Linked DNA regions of Mus musculus: region 2 is linked to region 1. The links are chromatin contacts, called in public promoter capture Hi-C maps. All regions are on one chromosome and are shown on one strand. The core of a region is the stretch at or near the end of the contact, and the rest is flanking DNA. Distances in the headings are between cores, read along the strand shown. Region 1 holds the start of Igfbp1 (insulin-like growth factor binding protein 1). Region 2 has its middle 180 kb from the start of Gm36720.

Region 1 (6,267 bases), core at 166-2,665:
CCTTCCCACCCCATGAGTCCTCTCTCCTGGCAAGTGTGCTGCTCACTGTGGCCCACTGGCCTATGCCTCTGATTCCTTATCTGCTAGGCTTTTTCTGTACCTCGAATTAAAAAGCCAGCCAGTCACTATTAACATACCTGCTCAGTAGTGGGCACCTATGCTGGTTTCTTTGAATGAGAGGGCAGACATTGGTAGGCGATGCATCGGTGCACATGTGTTTAAAGTGCTTTAGTCAAGTCACCCAGGAAGCCATCCCCCAAGGCCAAGCTTCAGGGTGCAGTGATGAACTGCTGGGTCACAGGGATGTGAGAGTTTGTCCAGGGTGTTCCAGGGCAGTCTCTGTGACCTTGACCTAAAATCTCCTGCAACCTTTGCCTTCAATATCCTCCTCTAGAGCCTGGGGCTAAAATCTCCAAGGCTTTCTGAAATGCCATGGCTAAAGAAAGTGAGGGGCTGGATAAGCACGCAACACTGTGGTACAGTACAGTTTTCAGGGTTCTACCCCACCCCAAAGCAATACCAAAAAGGACAAGGTAAGAGGCTCCAAGCTGTTGCTAGAGGTTGGTCGCTCTGATCTAGCACCCAGGTCAGCAGATAGACACAAAGGTATGTGGGAGACAAAAATCTAGACCTGGGGACTTAGAAGATATTCACAGGCAAGGAGGGGGGGGGGTGGTCCATGATCAGTTTTCTCTGGGAAGTTTTGGTGAGATTCCAAGGTGAGTCCTATTTCAGATTGCCCTTAAACATTTCTGAAGTTTTCCTTGTGATATAAAAGAATGAAAAAATGATGCAGAAAAAGCTGTCAGACTTGATCGTTGATAAGCATCTCAATTACACTAGACCATTAGACTGTCAGAGACAGCTTGGGTATGGCGATATAGACCAAGTGCCCGGAGTCCTAGCACTTTCTCTCTTTGAAGGCACAACTGTTCTTTTGGAATTTATAGCCAGGAGCCAGGAGGTGAACTACGGATTTCTTCCTTTGATGGCTAGAGGCTTCCTGGGGAGGGAGAAACAACTGTGGGCATTGTCACGGAGAGCCCCACTCTTCCCTTCCCTTTGGGGCCTGAAGCCTTCTTGGTCTAATCTGTTCTTTCTTTAGTCGCTTAGGTTTTCTGTGAGCCTGGCCGGCTAGGTCTTTGATTTCCCCTGAACAAAAGCAAGTGCCCTCCCCCATCTGGCTAGCAGCTTGCTGACAGAGTTGGACTTTAGCTCCTGTCCCAGTCCATCACCACGGGACAAACATAGTAGAAAACCTGATCCCTTTACCCCCTTCCACCCACGGTTTGTGTAGAGCTCACAAGCAAAACAAACTTATTTTGAACACTGGGGTCCTAGCACGCTGCCCTGACAATCATTAACCTGTGCCGCACAGCCAGCCCTTCATAAGGCTCTGGGTACGACCAGCCAGCATGGTCCACTGCCCGCGGAGACACACACCCAGCGAGCATTGAACACTGCACACGGCCGTCTGCCCAGAGAGCTGTGACCACCATTGCCACTACTATCTACTCAGAAAGTCGTGACCACTGAGCAACTGCTGCCTGTCCAGAGTCTCATCCACAGCCTGCTGAACCAGTTGCGATGCCCGAGTTCCTAACTGTTGTTTCTTGGCCGTTCCTGATTCTCCTGTCCTTCCAGATTGGCGTGGCCGCTGGAGCCCCCCAGCCATGGCACTGTGCTCCCTGCACTGCTGAGAGGCTGGGGCTCTGTCCACCCGTGCCCGCTTCGTGCCCCGAGATTTCTCGGCCTGCAGGCTGTGGCTGCTGCCCGACATGTGCCTTGCCGATGGGTGCTGCCTGCGGTGTGGCCACTGCTCGCTGCGCCCAGGGACTCAGCTGCCGTGCGTTGCCAGGAGAGCCTCGTCCCCTGCATGCCCTCACCCGTGGTCAGGGAGCCTGTGTACCAGAACCTGCTGCACCCGCCACGAGCACCTTGTTCAGCTCCCAGCATGAAGGTACTGCAGTCCATCTCTGCCTCTAGATCTCTTGGCTGGGACATACGTGCTTCCTAGGCCAGCAGAGGCCTATCGGAAACTTATAGCAGATAGGGCAAAGGCACTCTTGGCCCACTAAGAGGTTTAAGCTGTTATAGTCAAATAAATCTCTCAGTGAGGTCCATCTGTGTGTGGTCTTGCCCAGGAAACATCCTAGAAGGGGTGGTCCAAGCACCCCATGTAGAGTGGAGAGTTGTGAAGAAAGTTTGCAGGTTAGGTAGTAATGATCCTACTCGGTCTTTCAGTGGAGGTGGAGGGAGCTATGGGGCTGCCAGGTGGGTGGGGTGCTGGCTCAAGCACCTCCGGCCTCCTCCTGTGGGTTCTGCCCTTGGCAGTTCCAATGGCTGGAGGGTCCAGGGAGGTTTAGAATGGGAGTCCTCCTGCTGCCCCCAGGAGGTTTGCAATGTCCTTTGTAGCATATATCCTGCCACGCCGTATGTGCTTCCCAGATGTTTACAGAACATAATGTGAAAATTGAGGCCCAGACCTTCACTTCCATTCATCGCTATAGACAAACAGTGTTTGATGTGTACGTTGCCTGCTAGGAGTCTGACAATCAGGCTCTTTCCTGAATTTAAGCACTGGTTTGTTTGTAGTAGGAAGCTTGGAAAATGCCTCTTCCTCTGCTCCAGCCCCTATCTCCCCATCTGGGCTGCATGCACGTCCTGTGTGGGTGTGGAGGAGCCACGTGGTTCCATATTCTGATGGGAAGCTGTACTGCAGGCATCTGAGCCTTTCAAGTGAATGAAGTTAGAGCTACCCCAATGGTCCTGAGTGGGGGGTGGGCCCTCTTCATTGATATCTGATGATGGCCTCCTCTTCGAGAGGCCACCCGAGAGGTGACTTAGTGTGCAGGAAAGCAGGGCTCCCAAAAAAGAGCAGGATGGTGGTCTAGGTGGGGAAGGCTACATTCTAGAACTTTCTTCTAACTAAACTATACCTGTCCTGGGGTCTTACTAGACTCTTTCTGTGGGGTGGAGAGGAGGGCTGAGGGGTCAAGGCTCACCACTGATGGGCTCAAGCCTTGGCCTTAGTCCTTGGCGTCTTCAGGTTATATCCTACCCCACTCTCTCTGCCACCCCAGAATATTGCCTCACCCCGGAATATACCATTTTCCCAGAAAAGAATAGTATTGCTATTTGGCCATACTTGTTCCCAAAGAGTCATCGGTGAAAAAAATTCTGATTTCCCCTGACCATTATCGATTGATCGGTCTTAAGGGCAAGAAGTGAGTTGGCAGAGGAGTGGCGCCTCCAGGGGATAATGCATACGTGGGGAGGAGTGGCGCCTCCAGGGGATAATGCATACGTGGGGAGGAGTGGCACCTCCAGGGGCTCATGCATATGTGGGGTTTGCTTTTCAGAGGCAAAGGCTGCTGTGGTCTCCGCGGATGAGCTTTCTGAGAGCCCAGAGATGACAGAGGAGCAGCTGCTGGACAGCTTCCACCTGATGGCCCCATCCCGCGAGGATCAGCCCATCCTGTGGAACGCCATCAGCACCTATAGCAGCATGCGGGCCCGGGAGATCGCCGACCTCAAGAAATGGAAGGTGAGACCCTGCACTCAGACCTTCAGGTATATCCATCGAAGTGAAGAGTTTAGTCTAGACAATTCCTAAAGGGCACCAAACATGAGGCTGGGCACAGGAGTATAACTACTCCCATCCCTGATGTATCTTTGCCTCCTTAAAAATACAGCATAAAATAGGCCATTTTTAGTCTAGGTTTCTTTGTCACTGAGTATGTTCAATAATTGTTACCACCATCAGGCTCCACGATTTTGCCAGCCTTCAACTATGCAGCAAGAACTTCTTTAGTTTACTGGCTAGTTTTCAATTTGACCACTTGGGGGCGACAGAGAACCAAAGGTGGAGAGAAAGTACCGAAGAGGCATTGAAGAAGTACCAATCCGCCCAATGAAGTGGAAGAATAAACATTGTTAGGGGCACTTTAGAATTTCATCTGGAAATTATCCAAAGGAATGCCTTGCTCCATAATCAACATGACATATGTCAAATGCAAGGATGGCTGTTTGAAAAGCTAGGTATTTCTGATTCTAAATTCCATATAGAGAGACTGAGTCTTTTCTCCCAGAGTTCAGGTGCTCAAGTTATTCAGCAAATAGCCAGGGTCGGGAAGCATTTTACACCATCAGTCCAGCTCTTGCCACCGAGGAAGGACGAGAGTGTCTTCGTCCTTTATCCACATAGCCTGAGCCTGAGACCAACCTGTCCTGCACGCAGATGGAAAATAAGGCCCGGATAGGGCATATTCTTTGACTCACAGTCCTAGAATACCGTGCCTCGGTGGTGGGGGCTGCTCCTGCTCTGTCTCAGTCATTGTCTAAAATGATAAGTTTCTGTCTCTTGTACTCAAGCTAATATAAAATTATCCTTTTAGGAGCCCTGCCAACGAGAACTCTATAAAGTGCTAGAGAGATTAGCTGCAGCCCAACAGAAAGCAGGAGATGAAATCTACAAATTTTATCTGCCAAACTGCAACAAGAATGGATTTTATCACAGCAAACAGGTAGGTGGCTTTGCTACCGTGTGCTCTCACGGGCTAGCTCTGCTCATCCAGATTCTTGTAAAACTTCATGAATTTTTAAAAGTCAAATGATTCATAGGCCCTAATACATATCACGGGTAGCTTTCTGAGATCCAGCCCTGCAGCAGTTGGGAAAAGCTAGTCCTAAGAAAGAGGCAGTGTGATGGACAAGGAGCACTTCAGCCTATAGGGAGGACTAAGCATTAGTGTGATGGACAAGGAGCACTTCAGTCAGTAGGGAGGACTAAGCATTAGTGTGATGGACAAGGAGCACTTCAGTCAGTAGGGAGGACTAAGCATTAGTGTGATGGACAAGGAGCACTTCAGTCAGTAGGGAGGACTAAGCATTAGTGTGATGACCAAGGAGCACTTCAGCCAGTAGGGAGGAGTAGGCATCGGTGCCTTCACTCAGATCAGCAGAGATGTGTGTTCCATACACTGACATTCATATTTCAGTTTCTTGCTACTAGGGGAAAGGACCTACAGTCAGTGTAGGTCACAGATGTCTTGCTTTTTCTCTTCCCACAAATAAAAACAAACTCGGTAGGAAAATACACTATTGTGCTTTGTGCTATGTCTAGTAATAAATGAGATCGAAGAAGTCAAGGCTTAAATGAAACTTTAGGACTTGGCGAAGTGCGAGTTCTGGGATCTCATTGAGGAAAAACTGGGGGCCAGGCCTAGCTATGTGATAGAGGTGGTCATTCAATGGGACCTATTGCTGGGCTCTTTTGCCAGCAGGGCCATGAAGCAGATTATTGTCAAAACACTATACCACTAAGTAGATAATGAGGTCATCATCACACGTGCCATATTGCCAGTGACTCCATTTTGTTATGACAGCCAGAAGGGCATTGGCAGTGCTGAGTGTTAGCCAGTGGGTATCTGTGCAGTGCTTGGCCTCACTCGGGGACAGGGTGGCCAGAGCTCTCATCTCTTGCTGCTCTTGACCTCAGTCCTGTCTTTTCAGTGTGAGACATCCCTGGATGGAGAAGCTGGACTCTGCTGGTGTGTCTACCCATGGAGTGGAAAGAAAATCCCTGGGTCTCTGGAGACTAGAGGGGACCCCAACTGCCACCAGTATTTTAATGTACATAACTGAAAGGAGTTCTTTTCTTTTTCCGTGTTCACACAAAATATTTAAGTATATAGTATATTTATACTCTGGAGCACACCATTTTATATATGTGTATATGTATATATCCAGGAACTAGTTTTTATACTCCACATACTGCTTGATACATGAAGCTGGTTTGTATTTATTCACTGTAAGTTTATTTTTTTCTACACAGTTCTTGTGCTATATTAATTTATATAACATGAAGCTCTTCTCATCTCTGTACATGTAAATACTATATCTCAGCTCTTGCAAAGTTCTGCTTTGAAAGGGCAGAGTGATGCTGCTTAGAACAAGGCAGTCTGAGGCCGGAAGCTTTCAGTGGGTTAGGGGAGGGAGGTTGGCCCACACTCGGAGATTTCCTCATCGTCTCACACAGATCTGTGTCTGATGCACATTTGCTGGGAAAGTTCCGATGCTGATTGTGTAACCAAAGCTGAACGTGGAAAGCTGCGTCCCATACATTGTTAAATACACATCTGGAATAAATATTCTATCTGGAAATACTATGGAATTCCAGCTTTATCTTTGTTCCCTCTGTCCGTTTGTCTTCCCCATCACCTGACTTCTGGTCTGTGCTTTGGGGAAAGATGGTGCTTGTTTGCT
Region 2 (6,895 bases), core at 4,094-6,593, 410 kb after region 1:
ATAACAAAAAGCCAGAAAGTCACTTATCCCACCCTGAAATATGCAGAAGATTGCTATCCTTCCTAATCTATGATTTGTTTAGTAATCATTTACATCTAATGTCAAAATAGTTAATCAATCTAGGTGAAATCAATAATCTTTATGGAATGGGTCCTGAGGCAGATCCCAGAATTATTGGGACAGGACAAACATTCTATAAACGTTTTGAAGCCTCTGGGACCTTGGAGCATAAAAATCCTTGTGGGTCTTTTGTTGAATGTGCAATACTGTTACATTCTTGTCCACAGGAAGGCTTCATTATGGTTCTGGGTGGAGACTAGGCTTCACTACAACCCATGCTTAGTCATCAGAGGGTAACAGAGACACTCGGAGGGCTGCTGTGCTGTGTGGATACATCTTGTCTGTATAGCATATGGTCCTTACATTTAGGAGAGTAGAGAGTAGATAAAAGCTCACCTAGAGCTATGACATCAAATGCTGAAGGCCGGCCAACATTTCACAAGAACCATCATGCAAAATACTGGAAATAAATGGTGTGTTCTGGATTACCTGATGTTTGCCAAACCCCATTGGCACTTAGGTCTTCAGGCTTCTTTTTGGCTGGTGGGACTGTGTTTGGCTCAGATTTTAACACATCGTTCATGTTAACTTTGCCAATTTGAAGATATCAGGATAGCTGTGCAATTTTGCTCGCATCTGTAATGGGTCTTCCCTTACACATGAACGTGCTACGTGGCAAAAATCCTACTCATGGGAGTTTGACCTGTGGATATGACTTTATTTGGAGATATGGACTTTATAGTTGAACTGAAATTGGGATGAGGTAATGCTGAATTAGAGTAATCCTGGTTTGGCATGACTCCTCCAGGGGAAGAGAAGCACAGAGAAATAGGACACCATGTGAAGAGAGATGAAGAAAGGATGCATCTAGAAGCCAAGAAAGGCAGGAAGAAGGTTGGTAACCACCGAAAGCTAAGGAGACACACGGGGCAGATTCTCACTCTCAACTCTCGAAAGAAACCCATCCCACTGAAGCCCTGCTCTTGGGTTCATCCCCTAGAACTGTGAGACTCTGTGTTCTGTTGCATTTAGCCACACACTTGCTGTTATACGTAGTAACATCAGCACAGCAAACTGGACACGACTGTTTCAAAACTTTATGCCTAACATTAACTGATCCTGATTCAGAGAATGGGAATCATATGGGTTGGGTGGAGTCCAAGGAATAAAGGTGGCCCGGCCTTGTGGCCTCAACCATGCTTGTCATGGAGTAAGTGGTGAGCTCTGGGAGAAGGCTGTAATATAATCCTCAGTTCTGAGAAAGACACTTGGTCGTATTTAAAATGAAGTAGGATTTGGTGTTACTCAGAAGGTACCAAACAGCTACTGCTAACTCAGAGCTATTCGACTGTCTGATGATAGCGCTCAGGCTGCGATAGCCTAGTGTAGGGCATGGCACTGAAAAACCACCCAACAGTCACAGAGTTGAAAAGGCAAAGCAAACATCATTAAAGTTGCCTTTACCAGGCCAAATAGCAAATCTCAAACAACATCATATTCCTAGGGGATTCAAGAAATGAGAGCCATTATCAAGGGCTTGAAAGACGCTGTGGTGTTTGTTCCCACCACATCTTCCTTTAACTCTTCTGATTGGCCTAGGAGGAAGACACATGGGTTATGAAGCATGACAGCTAACTCACAAACATAATCAAGCGGTGACTCCAGTTGCAGCTCTTATGCCAGATGTGTCTCTACTTGAACAGATGCGCATGTCTCCTGGCACATGGTATGCAGCTATTGATCTGAGAAATGGTTGCTTTTTTTTTTTTTTTTTTCCTCTGTATCTGTAAAGAACACATGGCCTCAGAGGGCATTTTTCCTGTTGCTGTAAAAGCTGCCCACAGCCTCAACCCTGAGGCCCCCGTGGCTGCAATTCTAGTGACCACAGAGAGCCATGAAAACCAAACCTTGGAGAGTGGCCACCAGTGATAAAGAACAACTCCCGCTGGAGCAACGTCGTGGACTGTGCCAGCGGCCTAGATAACAATGAAAACCAGGCTATAGAACACGTGCGTGAGTGTGTGTGTGATAAAGCACATGAAGTAATGTGTGGAACATCCTAACTGTAATTGGCTGAATTTAGCTTAAAAACTCTGGTTTGACACAGCAAAATGGCTCAACTCCTGAGGGCCCAACAGAGACAACACTGTGCTGAGAAACAATCCTTGTGGACCCCATGCGGACCCCATGCAGTCACCCATGCAGACGGCAGCCTGCACCTCTACAGTTCAGCTCCACGGGATCCAAAAGCAAGGAACATCGATGAGTTGCGTTTACCTGTGCACTGCCAGGAGCTAGGCCACGCTCGCCAGACTGGAAAGCTCAGTGAGGAGTGTGTGAAAGAATGAGTGTGGACCTGTTTCACCATTTATTTGCTGTTTATGAATAAATAAAAAGTGTTAGAACCCTTTCCTCTGAGTTTCGAAGAATTTGCTTTCTGGCCCGGCAGTTCAAGACAATATCTGATTGCAAGGATCACTGGAAGCAATTTGCTTTCAGGTACTCAAACGAGCAGCACATCTCAATACTTCAAGTGTATATTAGCTCTCTAGCCTTATGTCATAAGTAGAAGTATGTTGATTCTTTACCTCTGGTTCTCAAACTTCCTAATGATGTAACCCTTTCATACGGTTCCTCATATTGCGGTATCTCCAAAGCGTAACATTATTTTGTTGCTACTTTATAACTGTAATTTTGCTACTATTATGAATTATAAAGAGCTGATATGACCCAAAGTAGTTAAGACCCAGAGGTTGAGAACTACTACCTTATTTTTTCCCATAAGGTACTACATTGGCCCATTATCTTGATAACATTATCCTGAGTGAATTAAATGGGCCATAGGTAGCAAGCACCTTGGGTTTGTTGATAAAGCATATGTATTTTAGATGATTTGGGACTAATTTAATTAAACTCAAGGGATTTCTACCTTGGTGAGACTGTTAGGATTTGAGTAGTGCAGGGCATATTGAGATGTTCCTTCTAAGGAGAAGAATAAGCCATTTTCCTCAGACCCTCCCACCACCAAGAAAGAAGCACAAAGTTTAGTGGGCCTACTTGTATTTGGAAGGTAGCACACTCCTCATTGGGTGTGTTAACTCCAGCCCATGTATGAAGTGATCTGAAAGCTGGTCGTTTTGAATCAGTCCTAGTACAGGAAAGGTTCTTCAACCAGTAGAGGCTGCTGTGCAGGGTGCTCCCCAACTTTGTCCACATGGTCCAGCAGAGCTTATGGTACTTGAAGTGTCAGTAATAGACAGGGATGCTTTCTGGAGACGTGTGTGAAGGGCTCCCATGTGTGAATAACAGCAGAGGTATTTGGAGCAAACACAGCTGCTCAAAATGACTCTCCCTTTGAGAGGCAGCTCTTGGATGTAAAATGAACATTTGACAATGGGCCACCAGGTCATCCATCATGTGACCTGAAGTTCCCATCTTGTGCTTGGTATTATCTGATATACCAAACCACAAATTAGCACATGTATGACAATAATCCATCATCAAACAGAAGTACTGATTGGGTCCAAGTGGGTTCTGTAGACACGAGCTACTCACATGAAGAAGTTGCTCAAATACCTATGGTTCATACTGTTGGAGTTCTTTTTGTCCCCAGGCATCCACATATGATCAAATGGACTACATTATTTTTCTGTTGCTGTGATAAAATATCTTAGCCAAGACAACTTATAGAAGGATGGGCTTATTTGAGCTTATAATGTAATGGCCCCGAGACCTATTCTAAACCCCAATACCCATTCCTTTGAAACAGCTAGGTGAATAGAAAATTCTATCAATATCTGTCTGTCTATCTATCTATCTATCTATCTATCTATCTATCTATCTATCTATCTATCTACTTATCTATCTATCTATCTATCTATCTATCTATCTACTATCTATCTCTATCACTTTATTTTCATCAAAATTTTGCTTAATAATTAGTCCATTGCTTTGGGACCTTTCAACTCTGCAGTGGTTTTGTTTGTAACAATGATTTTTAAATTCCCAGGGCCATACTGTACTGGAATACTAAGATGTATACATACTTATACCTATACCTATACCTATACCTATACCTATACCTATACCTATACCTATACCTACACCTACACCTACACCTACAGCTACAGCTACACCTACACCTACACCTACACCTACACCTACACCTACACCTACACCTACACCTACACCTACACCTATACCTATACCTATACCTATACCTATACCTATACCTATACCTATACCTATATATTCACTGACTTGTCCCAAATTGCACTCCTGCTACCTTTTACCTTGTGAGATAGGGTAAGGTACCCCTTTCATTTATCCTGCCCTGTGCTTGCTCTATCTACTATTTTTGATAGTCATTAAGGATTGAATAGTTGTATTTCCTCAAATTCATATGTCAACACTCTAGAACTTCATATGTCATGGGGATATGGAGGTCACTGAGAGTTGATTAGATTGTGAAGGTGAAGCACTCACAAGTACAGTTCGTAAGTATGACTTATGAGAGAGATACTGGAGAGTCTGTTACCTCTTCTGTTAGATGTGGACAATGAGAAGAAAGGGCTGTCTATGAACCACAAAGAGCTCCCTCTTAAAATCTACCATACCACACCTTAACCTGGGACCTACAGCCTCTAGAATGGTGAGCTACCTGGCCTATGATAACTTGCTCTGGTAATTTAAATTCACTATAAAGTTTGCTTACTTTCTTTCTTAGACTCTTGTCAAGTGTGCTTTACTATTATTGTTATTATTATCATTATTACTTACATTCTTCCTTCACCAAACCATATATGTGTTTCAGCCCATGTCCCACGTAGCACAATTTCAGCTTGGAAAAAAAAATCAATAAGCAGGTATAGCCATTAAATGAATGGAGTTGGAAAATGGACCCCTGGGGGACAATGTAGAGAAAAAATAAAGTATATTTCTTACGTTTCTTGTTTCATGTTTACTCTAAAGCTGCCTGGCTTACAGCGAGGAGGAAGCCTAAGCTTACAAGTGTGATAACCATCTGTGCTGAGTTACAGCCCAGCAGCCAAAGACAACAACAACAACAACAACAAAAAGCCAGGAGGAGGGAGAATTTGCAATGTTTATCCTCTCAACTCAGATATAATTATGGGCTTATTTACAAAATAAAATGATAAAGTGCTCTGAACTTGGGGCAGGTCCAGTGGCTCTTTTTTGTTTTGAAGGAAAGTAAAGTGGAGCCTTGGATGGGTGCCCTTGGGAACAGGCTCAATAGGGCCTTTTGCCCTTTGACTTTTGGTCTGAACTTTCAGAACTCATGACTTCATCTAGCCTAAAGCCTGGCTTTGGGGTTCATTTATCTGAGCACACTCATTTACAAATCCATGGTAGGCTCATTTTTTATAGGAGCCCTTATCTTTTACAATTCTCCTTGCACATACTTCTCTGTGTAGCATTTTCTGCACTTCACAGTTTCAGAGCGACAGTTGGTGGTCAGCTCTGTGTCATCAACTCTTAGTCCCACTCCATTTTCTATGGCTCTTTTGTAATATTGGGTTTTCTCCATTTCACCTCATCCCAGGACCGCAATCTCCAGCCAGATCAAGAGGATAGATTTGTTGCTCATTGATCTACTATTCTCATGTTCTACTAAATTCTTCCTTTGATAGTTGAAGGTGGCGCTTAGAGCTACTTCATTCTCTGTGATGGTCCTATGTGCCTTATACTTGGACCCCCGGGGTCGATTTACTCAGGGTTTCCTTCAGGATCTTCTCTTGGCACAATTTCCTTTCAATAAAATGTGTGTGTGTGTGGGGGGGGGGGGGGACACGAAGTCAAGTGTAATAGGTTGAATTTCACATACCATCCTTATATTGAAGTCCTGTCCTAGTGTGTCTGTATTTGGAGTAAGGGGATATTTCAAGAAAGACGTCATAAAGGTGGGATCTTGGCCAATTCTGTCTTTATTATAGACACATAGAGCTCAGCTCCTCAATCTGGGTTGACAGAGTGACAAGCCACCCACAAACCATGAAGGTCCCCACAAGAAAACATGCTGGCAAGAACATTATTTTTAGATTTCATGTCCACAAACTCTTGGAAGGCACCAGTCTTTCTGCAATCTCTTACAGAACATTATGGAGTTAGTCTCTTAGAGCCAAGAACATTTTTCAGGCTGGTTTGTCTCAGTGTTATGCATTTAGATATTCTTCATACCTCAATATGAGGCTTCTTTTCATTATCAAATGCTTGCCGTGTTACTTGACCACACCACTGTTTATCCATTTACAGGAAGAAATCTTGGTTACTTTCAACTTTGGCAGTCATGCATGAAGCTGCAATAAAGATTTATGTGGAAGTTTTTGTGTGTACATACGTTTCGAACTCATTTGTATAAATGCATAAATGTGACTGTTAGATTTTGGGATAATAGGATGTTTAGTTTGTGGGGAACTGCCTGAATGTCTTCCTAAGTAGCTGCAACATTTTGTATGAGCAATGACTGAAAGTCTCCTTACTGTACAACCTGTCTGTTATCAGTTATCGCTGATGCTTTAGTAATGGTGCTGGCTAGTTTTATGTAAACTTGATACAAGCCAAAGTCACTTTGGAGGGAACCTTAACTGAGAAACTGGCTTCATCAGATTGGCCTGTGATATATTTTCCTGACTGATAATTAGCATGGGTAGGACCCACACTGTGGGTGATGCCACCCCTGGGATGGTGGTCCTAGGAGCTACAAGAAAGCACGCTGAACAAGTTGAGTGAAGCCAGCCAGTGTGCAGCATTTCCCCCATGACCTCTACATCAGCCTGAGTTTCTGGTCCAGCTTGAAATAAGCCTTTCTTCTCCA

The links. Promoter capture Hi-C pulls out the DNA fragments that hold promoters and counts their contacts.
Region 2: a promoter capture Hi-C map of liver shows a contact between it and region 1, with 2.7 times the contacts expected there. The contact joins the enhancer-like site here to the promoter of Igfbp1 in region 1. A contact is called at or near these places in 3 of 39 promoter capture datasets (the SN4741 cell line, embryonic stem cells and liver), 2 of 484 Hi-C or Micro-C datasets (adipose-derived mesenchymal stem cells and uterus) and 1 of 9 other capture datasets (adipose tissue).

The regions. Positions count from the first base shown.
Region 1 is chr11:7,196,372-7,202,638 of GRCm38.p6, forward strand. Igfbp1 (insulin-like growth factor binding protein 1) reads left to right here and starts at 1,416. Exons shown (of 4, transcript NM_008341.4): 1 at 1,416-1,960; 2 at 3,363-3,547; 3 at 4,398-4,526; 4 at 5,515-6,175. The coding sequence starts at 1,588. The coding sequence ends at 5,646.
Region 2 is chr11:7,604,843-7,611,737 of GRCm38.p6, forward strand. No RefSeq gene overlaps it. Among named protein-coding and RNA genes, the nearest start is that of Gm36720, 180 kb to the left of the region's middle. Within about 2 kb of position 5,344, at least 4 of the 459 cell types and tissues checked have an H3K27ac peak or open chromatin away from gene starts, as enhancers often do. A contact at or near this core is called in liver, where this site is marked.